2 separate regions of the Pan troglodytes genome follow, and region 1 is linked to region 2. Evidence: chromatin contacts called from public Hi-C data. All regions are on one chromosome and are shown on one strand. The core of a region is the stretch at or near the end of the contact, and the rest is flanking DNA. Distances in the headings are between cores, read along the strand shown.

Evidence for each region. A called contact is a pair of places that touch in the nucleus more often than the background predicts.
Region 1: a Hi-C map of stem cell-derived neural progenitor cells shows a contact between it and region 2, with 4 times the contacts expected there. The contact joins the promoter of DECR1 here to the enhancer-like site in region 2. A contact is called at or near these places in 4 of 7 Hi-C or Micro-C datasets (blood, induced pluripotent stem cells and stem cell-derived neural progenitor cells), 1 of 1 datasets of contacts at active chromatin or transcription factors (stem cell-derived excitatory neurons) and 1 of 1 other capture datasets (stem cell-derived neural stem cells).

Annotation. Positions count from the first base shown.
Region 1 is chr7:100,255,024-100,261,249 of NHGRI_mPanTro3-v2.0_pri, reverse strand. DECR1 (2,4-dienoyl-CoA reductase 1) reads right to left here and starts at 1,412. Exons shown (of 10, transcript XM_001138969.4): 1 at 1,107-1,412. The coding sequence starts at 1,175. It overlaps NBN (nibrin), which reads left to right and starts at 227. Exons shown (of 17, transcript XM_063816403.1): 1 at 227-449.
Region 2 is chr7:99,982,451-99,988,317 of NHGRI_mPanTro3-v2.0_pri, reverse strand. The region is part of intron 1 of LOC134810891; the gene reads left to right. Among named protein-coding and RNA genes, the nearest start is that of RIPK2, 31 kb to the left of the region's middle. Within about 2 kb of position 3,412, at least 11 of the 24 cell types and tissues checked have an H3K27ac peak or open chromatin away from gene starts, as enhancers often do. A contact at or near this core is called in induced pluripotent stem cells, stem cell-derived excitatory neurons and stem cell-derived neural progenitor cells, where this site is marked.

The sequences.
Region 1 (6,226 bases), core at 163-2,662, 270 kb before region 2:
CTGCCCATATTTTTTGAAAAACAACACCATGGCTGTCTATTCTATCAAATCAAAACAAGTTTTTTCACAGTTGACATATTAATTTTTCTACCTGGCTAAAGAAAATGTGCTTTTTAGTTTACTTATAACAATTTTGTAATTTAGATGTGGGGAGGGCTTGTCTTGGATATTATTGCTTCTTTTTGTTTTTGTTTCTCTTCTTCCTAGCTGTTTTCACTTCCTAGCTATTTCCACTATGGGTGCAATGGAGACGGTGACAGGAGTGTGGGCCAGAGAGAGGGGGAAGCCAGTGTGAGACGGACCTCTCCCAGCTATACATCTGGGAAGGCGAGTCTATAAACAGCTGGGGTTTTGTTTTTGTTTCATTTTTATGATAAGTTGTTTGTGTTAGTGTTTAATTCCATAACTAACACATAGATGGACTTTCCTCACAACAAAGGACGTCAAAGGTCAGTGCTCGCTCGGCCTGATCCCCTCTCACTCCTTAAGGGGGGGACGGGCGCCGTATCCTTCCCTACCTCTTTCTACCTATTTACACACAAGTTGGAAACTTGCAGAACTGTGAAAACTTCGAAAATCACGTCTCTTCCCTATTCCCCTACACACATCAGGGCTTCATCTGACAGTGGAATACGACCCGGGCCCCGGTGCTCACTCCCGGCGTTGCCCTTCGCTCCGGGACCTGGTCGTCCTCTCTCTCTGCGCCCCAAAACGCCCTGTCCTAGCTCCCTGAGCCCCAGGGACGCCGGGTCCTCTCTTTGTGCCCCAAGACTTCCTGCCCTTTCTCTTGCGCCCCGAGACGTCCTGTCCTCTCTCTCGCTCCCCGGGTTGCTCTGTGCTCTCTTAGCGCTCCAGAACGCCCTGTCCTCTCTCTTTGAGCCCCGGGACACCCTGTCCTCGCTCCCCGAGCCCCCGGGACGCCCTGTCCTCTCTCTGCGCCTCGGGATGCCCTGTCCTCGCTCCCCGAACCCCCGGGACGCCCTGTCCTCTCTCTTTGCGCCCCAGGATGCCTTGTCCTCGCTCCCCGAGCCCCCGTGACGCCCTGTCCTCTCTCTTTGCGCGTCGGGACGCCCTGTCCTCGCTCCCCGCGCCCCCGGCCGCCTTACCCGCCGAGGAGCGAGGCCACAGGGCAGCCGGGACCCCAGAGTAAAGAAAACCCTGGCCGGTAGCTTCATGTTGAGTCTCCAGAACTCGGGCCGGAAGGCGGCGCAGGCGGTTGGGCGCAGGGGGCGGGACAAAAAGAACAAAGTTCTCGGGGCTGGAAACGCTGCCTAGGCCGCCGGGGGATGGGACGGGGACTGGGACCCAGGCGGCGTGGACGCCCAGCGGCCCTGACCTTCAGGGTCCGGCCGAGGGCGCCGCCTAGCTGGGCCTAGCTGATGCTCTTTCCTGCTCTCTGGGCCAGGAGTGCTTTGTATGGCAGAGAATGGAGGTTCTTTGCGTACTTGAGCGGGTGGACGAAACCCCTCGCCCTGCAAGGGTTTGCAGATTGCAGCTGCGCGCCCCATACACTGCCTACCAAGGGCGAAACTCTTTTTCAGTCGTATATGTTTATCCCTTAAGTGCGTGTTTAAGTGCAGAGTGCGCGTGGCGCCAAGTCACATATTATCAGAATAATAATATGTTGGATGTAAAACACGGCCTCACTTTCCCTAAGACCAAGAGGCTGAAAAACACTAAGGGCAGCTTCCGGCGTTTTGACTTTTCGCAGGACACACCGCCCCCTGTCGCCGGATGCAGCGTGACTGCGACCGTCCAGCCTTGGCTTTTTTCTCGAAGTTATACACACGTTAAAGGCAAACGCAGCTTCAGTATATCATTCTCCATCTTAGTGTAATATACCTGTTGACACAAGGCATTAGCTCAGATCACATTTCTTTCCTCATTCGTAAAATGAGAATATTCATAGCTAATTCAGAATTTTAGATAAAAGAAGATGGGTGTGAGGCCCCAGGCTGAGGCTGATGGTAGATGATATTGAGTGTTTACTATTTGCCTGGCATGTTCCAAATGCTGATAAAGAAACATTTATATCTTCAGATGAATGTACACTTACATTTAGACATATAGCTTATAAGGTATATAAACTCTGAAAAACTTTGTAATTTTGAGTTGGTCTGGTGATAATTTCCAGGCCTTCTGCCTGTAACTGGTTACAGAAATAAAAACTTTCTTCATCCCCAGTTCATCGACATCTCATTATTGGCAGCAAGAAATAGCAGCCTGACCCTCAGTTTGGTCCGGGAACAAAACTACCACAGATTGGGTGGCTTAAATGGAAATTTGTTTTCTCACAATTCTGGAGGCCACAAGTCAGCAGAGTTGGTTTCTTGTGGAGCCACTGTGGGACCATCTTCTCCCTGTGTCTTTACATGATCCTCCTGTGTACCTTTCCATATCTAAATTGCCTCTTCTTATGAGGACACCAGTCGTGTTGGATTAAGGCCCACCCTCAATGACCTAATTTAACTGGAATTACCTCCCTAAAGACTCTATCTCCAAATATAGCCACATTCTGACATACTGGGGGTTAAGAGTTCAATGTATATATTTGGCTGGGAGAAGAGGGAAGTACACAATTCAGCCCAGAACACTTGCCCTCTTAAATAACTTTTAGACCAGCTTAGGAGGCATTTTCTGTCCTCCCAAAAAAACCTTGAGAATATATCAATAATAAAACTTTTCCTAAGCTCTTGATATATGTATGGCGCTGTTATTCTTGACTTCCAAACCAAATTGTAAGTGGGATTCATCTTGTTTCTAAAAAGAAGTTGCAACATTAGTGATACGGTTTGGATTTGTGTCCCTACCCAAATCTCATGTTGAATTGTAATCTCCAGTGTTGGAATTGGGGCCTGGTAGGAGGTGATTGGATCATGGGGACAGATTTCTTCCTTTGGTGCTATTCTCCTGATAGAGTTCTCAGGAGATCTGGTTGTTTAAAAGTGTGTGGCACCTCCCACCCTCTCTTCCTCCTGCTCCAGCCGTGTAAGACAGCCTGCTTCCCCTTCATCTTCCACCATGATTGTAAGTTTCCTGAGGCCTCTCAAGTCATGCTTCCTATATAGCCTGCAGAACTGTGAGTCAATTAAACTTCGTTTCTTTATAAATTACTCAGTATGAGGTATTTCTTTATAGCATTGTGAGAATGGAGTAACACAATAAGTAACTTAAAACAATTAATCATTTATTATCTCACAGTTCCCAGGAGTTAGGAGTCTAGGCACAGCTTAGCTGGATCCTTGGCTCTGGGTCTCAGAAGACTGCAATCAAGGTGTCAACTAGGCTGTTTTTATCTGGAGGCTCAGCTGGAGAAGATCTGATCCCAAGCTCATCCAGATTGTTTGCAGAATTATTTTCCTCATAACCATATAACTGACAGCCCCACATTTTTGCTGGATGTTGGCTGGAGTTGCCTTCAGCTTCTAGAAGTCACCTCCATCCCTTCCCATGTGGGCTTCCTCAGCAGACTGCTTACTACATCAAGCCAGCAAGGACAATTCTGTACCTCAGGGAGGCCCCAGCCCATCTTTTAAGGACAATCACCAGATTAAGTGAGGCCCACTGAAAATAGTCTTAACCCCTTTTTGATTAACTAAAATCAACTGACTTGGGACTGCAAACCAAAAAGTGACTGAGGCAGATCTCTGTGGGTTAGCGATCATTTAGCCAAGGTTGAGAACACGTCTGGGAAAAAAATGCAACTCACAAGAGCATCTGTAACCTATGCTTTTTCCAAAGGGGGTTTTGGGAAATTCTTTATTTAAAAAAGAAAGAGCAAGCAGGAGAAAAAAAAAAGGAAGAGAGGGTAGACACTGAGGCAGATGGTTCCATTCTTTTGAGGCTCTGATTAGCCTCAGTAAATCTACATTTTACATAAGATAAAGTAAACATGTGAAAAGAGGGAGTAGAGGAAATGATGCTATGTCTTGGGATTATGAAATTACAGCTATCAGTTTGGGGACAACGACAACAAAAAAGACAGTATTGGTGACTGAGTTTCCAAGCTTAACTTTCCTTATGGCATAGTGAGTTCACAGTCCCTATATTCTGTTTTTCTTTCACAGGATCTTAGTTGCATCTGCACAATTCTTTCACCTTTGCCATATACTGTTAACTAGAAGTGAGTCACAGTTCCTGTCCATACTTAAGGGAAGGGAATTATACAGAGCATGAATTCCAGGGACTGGGACTCATGGGACCATCTTAGAATTCTGTCTACCACAACCATACATTAGACATGAAAAAGAAGTTTGCAAAAGTTTTAGGTAGACCCCCTGCATTAGTCCATTCTTGCATTCCTATAAAGAAATATCTAAGACTGAGTAATTTATAAGAAAAGAGGTTTAATTTGCTCATGGTTCTGCAGGCAGTACAGGAAGCATGGTGGCATCTGCTTCTGGGGAGGCCTCAGGAAGCTTCCACTCATGGAAGGCAAAGGGGCACACTTTTAAATGACTAGATCTCAGGAGAATTCCCTCACTATGGTGAAGATAGTACCAAGTGGAATAGTGTTAAACCATTCATGAGAAACCTGCCCCCATGATCTAATCACATTCTACCAGGCTCCACCTCCAACACCAGGCATTACATTTCAATATATGAGATTTGGGTGGGGACACACATCCAAACTACATCACCCACACTCTACAATCTAGTCAGAGGGAAATAGCTACATAAAACACTTAGGCAGCCTGGACTCTGGGTTCTGTTTTACTGTCATTCCCCAAGCTTGGTACAGAAGCAGAGGGTTGGAACCTCAAAGGAATAAACCAGTTAGGAAAAATATAACCACTAGGAACTGAAAATCAGAGAGGCCTCCCCTAAAGGCCTGTATAGGACTTGGTGTCCTTCTTATGATACCGAGAGGGAAGAAAGGAGACAGGGCACTAAAGATGACTAAGGTTAAATTTCCCACAATTCCCACAATCATGGAGGAATGGATAGGGCTAGGAATGGAATTTAAATAAAATAAAATAAAATGATATTACCTTCATCCTTGAATATATGGTTGAATATTTATACCACTAGCTTGTCTTGAATATGAACAGAAAAAATGGTTATATTATTTTTAATTTTTAATATTTCCTGAAATCAAAAGGCCTAAAAGTGGGGTTCATCTTGTTTCTAAGAAGAAGTTGCAACATTGGTGATATGGTTTGGATTTGTGTCCCTACCCAAATCTCATGTCGAATTGTAATCCCCAATGTTGGAATTGGGGCCTGGTGGGAGGTGATTGGATCATGAGGACAGATTTTTCCCTTTGGTGCTATTCTTCTGATTTCTTATCTGATGGTTCAGCCTTAGTGCCTGGCAGACTCCTACACTCCAGCAATGGCTGCTCCCCTCACACACATGCCTCCTCTCCCCACTTCCACATCATCACCCTAGTATGGCTGCCTCTGACCCCATAATCAGGGGTCAGCTTTGATTTTGTTTTCTCGGGAAAAGTTACCTTGACTTCTACACTAATTCAGGTCTTCCTACTAGGGAAGCATCCAAGTTTGGTGGTACCTGAAGCTTATAAACTTTGGGAAGCCATCTAAGAAAAAGATTACAAAATTAGATGCAAAAATGAATATTAACTTACAATATAAGAAGAAATTAGAACAAATTACAAATTCCAAAAAATTTACAGTATCCTAAATTTCACACAAATATAAAGTAATGTTTCAAACTACTTAAATGTCTAACACACCTCTAATTGTAATTTCCGTCTACATTTCGGAGCTGCATTCTCTTTGATCACCTCTTCCTTTATTGAAGATTTTATAAGCATATTTTTAATAGAGAGAATAAGGAGTTCAAGTGCTAAATCATACCTCACACACACTTAGATTTGCCACTCATAGGACCACTACAGATTTGTATCTGGCCAAGACAGAATTTCTAAAAATTTCTATTGTATGCAATTATTATCATATTTTAAAAAAGCATGGTGCATTCATAATAGTAAACACTAAATTGTGAATATTCATGATGGGGACAAACTTCTGTTTTGACTATGCATCCATGAAACCATATCCTCTGCTAACACTTTTACATAATTTGATACTAGCTTATGGCTTCATACACTTTAAACAATTCAAACTTTTCTTCTCCTCCAATTCCCATTTACTTCCAGAGCTGAGTACCACTGGACACTTCTACATTTCAATACCACCTCTGGCCCTGCACATAAATGTCACAAGGTGGGCAGAAAGTATAGTCCAGTCTGCTGGAAGAC
Region 2 (5,867 bases), core at 2,163-4,662:
AGAAGAAGGCGGAGCTGTTCTTATTGTAGTAGCCTGTGTAATCTAGGTCATCACAGGGCGGGCTGGTGCAATTCTCTGGAAGGGGGAACTATGACTGCATCAGGGATCCAACGTCAGCAGCTGAACATGACAAAACTGTGGAGTTTATTGGGACATAAAGAGCACTCAGGAACCTTCTTTGGCTCAATTTTAATAGTTGTCAAACAGAATAGAAATGTCTGCCCTTCCAGGGCAGCCATTTTTGCACAACTCCAGTGGGGATGTTGTTCACAGTGGGGAGGTATCATTCACATGGAATACATGATCAGTGGGGCCCCTGAAGTTGTGCAATGTGGAGGTACTATGGTCTATTTATCTTCCAAGATTGTTCTGAGAGGCTCAAGTTACACAATGAATATATAAGGACTTTATAAGCCTGTCAATATTCATAAATAATGACAATAATAATTGTTGTTTTCTGACCAGTTCTGCCCTTTGAGCAAAGCTTTCTTATCTAGTTTGCACTACTGGCTAAGACTTGGCTTAGCACTCACAGTGAAGCTGTGGAGTTCTCTTGTTGAATATATACATTTTCACAGAACACAAACTTCACACATGATCTCTTTGTGACTATAATGGAGCAAGATGGAAATTAGACTACTTCATGATCATTTCAGAACAGAGAAAAATAAGAACACTGTCCAATCCATGAAAATGAGTGAACATTCACCTTTCCTGGCTAATAATGAATAACTGCTGATTCTTTCCAATTATAGCATTAGCTTACTTCATTCCTTTCAATGTTTAGATAAGAATAATTAAGATACCTAATCAGGGAATTCCCCCTGTTTCTGTACAACATCCAGTCCAGGGAAGATCCCCATTTTCTTGAAAGCTCCCCCAAATCACCTACCACAAACTCAAATCCTGTAAGTTTTTTCTAACACCTTCTTACTGATATGCTCAAGGGTCTCCCATGGTATTTGTTTCTCCCCCTTGCAATGAATTAATAAACCCAGTTTTATAGAACTGCAGATGTGTTGCTGGTGGTCTTTGACTAGAGGACATTGACAAATTCATACAGTAGTTATTACTCAGCCAGGAGCCCTCTCTCTATCTCAGTCAGAGAGGTGGCTCCTCTGACTTCTCTAAGGATTTTGTCTATGGCATTGGTGCTGTTTCAGAGCCCAAAGCTGGACATGTAAACATCAGAACCAAATAACATAAATTTCCAGTTTTATTTATTTTAATATGTTTTAGAGACGGTGTCTCACTCTGTCACTCAGGTTGGAGTGCAGTGGCTCAGACATGGCCCACTGCAGCCTGGACCGCTCAAGGCTCAGGTAATCCTCCCACCGCAGCACCCCAAATAGCTGGGACTACAGGCATGCACCACCACATCTGGCCAATTTTTGTATTTTTTATAGAGACAAGTTTTCACCATATCACTCAGGCTGGTCTTAAACTCCTGAGCTCAGGCAATCCGCCCACCTTGGCCTCCTAAATTGCTGGTTTTTACAGGTATGAGCCACCTTGCCAGGTTTGCAGTTTTCTTTAGATTTGCTTTGTGATAAGGTAGTAAACTTGTTAGAATAAAGGGATTATGTAAATTTCTATTTAGTGAGTAATCAAATGGTACACACATCTAAATTAAATGTCTAAGATAGCTTAGTTATTAAGCAGCTTACATGGAAGACAGCAGAGTATACGTATGTATATCTACACAAATATTTAACAGAAACACTGTAAAGAGATTCAGTAATATTCATGCTAAAATGAGAAGAAGACTAGGGAGGTAGTGAATGAAGAATCAAATCAGTAGTATTTTGTAGGGAATAAATTATCGAGGAAAATTTATGGAAGGAGAAGATCTGAAGGTGCAGTTTAAACGAGATGACTATTTTTGCTACCACAGACAAGAAAAAGTTTTTCCAGAGTCTGGATGGTACATTTTTAATGTATGGTCATGGTTAATCATGTGTGCATCCTCTTATACTCTGGGGCAATAAAATGTTTTAATATGTGAGTACCATAATATGAATTAGTAATTTTGTATTCATAACTTGTAGGCAGATGTGCAAAGGCTCTAAAAATCTGCATAATGTATGCCTAACCTAAATCACACATATAAAAACGTGTTAACAGGATTGTGCTTGGTTTTAAGTTCAGTTTCTATTTTAGTATTCCCATTGCCCATCCTTGCTGAAACTCACTTTTCTCATTTATAAGAGTTATAGGAGGAGTGAATACGATAATGCATGTGGAACTGCTTCATGAACTGTGGTACATTAATTAATTTTAGTTTTGGATCCTGGCTCTGCTCTAAGGTTTTCTCTTTTCCAGCTTAGTGTTGTTTTGAGGGTGAACACTGTGCTAGGCACATGCAGAAAAAGTAGCAATTATTCTACCTTTAGATGTTTTGCTATTAACATAGTTTCTAAAATTACTCATCTGTGGGGTGTTCAATAAATATTTCTCTACTGACTAACATATGACAGGCAGATCAGTTAATTGGATGTAATACTTTCATTCATACAGTGTAGCATGTGATCTTATACATGGAAATTGGCAAAATGTGCCAGAGTTACCAAACTGGCTTTCAGGATCTAGTTGTGACAGTCAGTTTTGGTTTATTATCTCTCCTGTATTTGCTGTGACTTGTACCTGTTTATATAATCTCATGTATAACATCAAATCTCTTAGCAAGAATTTAACACTGACTTTGAATGCAGTTAAATCTCAACCTGATTAAGGATTGTTTTCTAATACAACTCTTTCCCTAAACCTCAAAACATTTAGAGAATTCTAAGGGTCTTCTTTTGCCTCAGTTACCACTCATAGCACTAATGCAATGGGTTGGCTGCTTTGGCATTATGGGATGCTTGTTTTGACTATTGAGGTTTTGAATATTACAAATATAGTGAAACAATAGTGAAGCACAGATTGCCCAGAAAGGGTAAAGTTTCAACATCTTCCCACAAAAACAATGATTGAGTCTTTTCATTAGTTAGCTCCTAAAAAATCAGCATAAAACTAGATAATAATAGGATACCTGCTGATCTGTGAGATAAAAACATTCTTTTAAATTGCATGTCAATTTGAAAAGATAAATATTGATGCCAATGTACTGGTGATGAAGTGGGGGCCTGGGGTGTGGGGATGAGACCAGCTGGCAGGCATTGGCTAAGCCAGACCCTGGGCTGAGTTGGATTGCATAGGCCTTGTGACTCTATTCTTAAACACAGATCCTGAGGGTGAATGACAGCATCTGTGAGATTTTTGAGTCAGTTCTGAAGTAGGTTCTCAGCCAAGTTAGGCAGACATAGAAAAGTAATTATAAAATGCCTAGGCACCAGCCCCACCTAGAGTTGATGCTTAGAATGAGGTAGATAATAGCGGAAGGAGCAGTTTTTTAAGCCAGTGAGCTTTACAGTGGGGGATGGGGCAGAATGGGGAAGTCCTTTATTCTGAGCTCTTAAGCATGCCAGGAGCAGATGCCTGATTTTACTGTGTGGCACTTTGTGGCCCAGAAACTTTCCAGATTCTGTATTTTCCTATCTGGTTAAATGTAACTGTATTTACCTGTGTTTCAAAGCCTGAATGCTTTATTTATTCTCTACTTAAATTTTCTTTTCCAGTTTTTCCTAACAAGCTTCCCTAGATTTACTTGTTCTCACTTCCTAGACGCTATTTGTATTCTTCCTTCTTCTCTAGTTCATTGGAAATTTCTGCTTCTTTGAGACTGAGGTTATATTCCACTTCTTCTGACTACACCACCACCATCAAGCTCCTTCTCTGAACTCTTGGATCATTACTTCAACCTGAAACAACTCATCAGGTATCTATAAAGGTGGTTATTTGAGTTCCTGTTTTTAGGATTCCAAAATGATGCCAAGATATGTAAAATAAAATGTTAATTGCATTTTTTTTGAGGGGGTTAGAACTATGTAAGTCCCAAAAGAGACAAAGAGTTTAGCTCAAAGCTATCAGATGTTGGAATCAGAAGTTTGGCTTAGGTTAATAAAATGTTTTGCTGTTTAATTTACAAAATTTTTCAAGATCAGGTCCCTGGAGGGAAAATAGCAAAAGGAATTCCTAATAGAGAAAAGTTGCAAACCACTAATTGTGTATAGATTTGGTATTTTGTTATGTGTAATAAAGTGGTTGAGAGTATGATCTTTGAAGTCTGGCAGACCTGGGTTTGCCACTTTCTATCTGTATAACTCTGTACTTTGCATTATCTTTTGGAGTCTTGGTTTCTCACCTAGAAAGTGAGTCAAGGCAAATAATTTACTCAGCACAATGCCTGCCATATAGTGAATGTTCAGTGTTATCATTATTGTTGTTGCATCTTATTTGCTCTTTTTTGTGGTTTATGTCCTGTGTTAGGCAGAATAGTTGCCTACTGCCCCAACCCCACCAAATGTTCCAGCACCTCTGATATTACCTCACATGGCAAGAGGGCTTTGAAGATGTGATTGAGTCAAGGATCTTGAATGGGGAGATTATCCTGAATTACTCAGGTGGACCCAGTGTAATCACAAAGGTTTTTCAAAGATGGAAGAGGGCAGAAGAGCCAGAAAAGGATATGTGACAATGGAGTCAGTGTCAGAGTTGGAGTGACGTGATGTGAGAAGGATTCAACCTGCTGTTTCTGGCTTTGAGGATGAAAGAAGGGGCCATGAGCCAAGCAATACAGGTGGCTTCTTTCAAGAAGTTGGAAAAGGTAAGGAAATGGGTTCTCACCTAGAACTGCTGGAAAGCAACCCAGCCCTACTGACACCATGATTTTAGCTCAGTGAGACTCTGTCCAGATTTCTGACCTCTAGAACTATAAGATAATAAATTTGCATTGTTTTAAGCCACTAAGTTTGTGGTAATTTGATAAAGCATCAACAAAAAATGAACACTTCATCCCAGCAGGACTCCTTTTGAAGACCAGTTCTATATACATCATCGTATCCAGTGTAAGTATTGGATGTAAATATGGATCAATAATTTGGAATTTACTGAGGTTTCCAGTGGTGAGGCACAATAACTTGTAATTTGCAATTTTTTGTAGTGGAGAAGAGATAACCATGAGTCAGCTCTCTTTCTGCATACACATTTCCATTGCAGCACAAGTTAAAGATACTGGAGAAATTCCCCATCTCACTACCAAGGACAGACCTAACTGACAATAAATTCATCTATAGCCCAGTCAGGGTTTTCCCCTCATTGTCCTTGCCTTCCACAATTGCAGCTAGTTTTCAAAAAGATACATAAAAATAGCTACCATGAATTTAGCACATGGTATGTGCCAGGAGTTATGCTAAATGCTCTGCATATGTTATCTTACTTAATCCTCCAAAATTTTCCATGGTGGTAAAAATAAATGTTTCTTGTTTTCAAACTTCAGGTCATGACTCTCAGTGGATTTTGAAATCAATTTTGTAGGGAGTGATCAGTAGTTATTAAACAATAAAATAGAATATGAAATATTGCATTTCAGGAAGTAAGAGTAGGCATAGTTTCATCAAATTTTGGTTTCAATTATATATATATCATATCATGTCTTTAAAATAAACACATATGTGTGTGTACTGGGTTGTGTTACAGAACATATTTCTTACAATGAGTCCTAGTAAAAATTACTTTTTTTTTTTTGAGACGGAGTTTTGCTCTTGTTGCCCAGGCTGGAGTGCATTGCGCGATCTCGGCTCACTGCACGTTCAAGCGATTCTCCTGCCTCAGCCTCCTGAGTAGCTGGAATTACAGACATGTGCCACCACGCCCAGATAATTTTGTTTTTTTTCTTTGTAGAGACGGGGTTTCTCCATGTTGGTCAGGCTGGTCTCGAACTCCTGACCTCAGGTGATCCGCCCACCCCAGCCTCCCAAAGTGCTGGG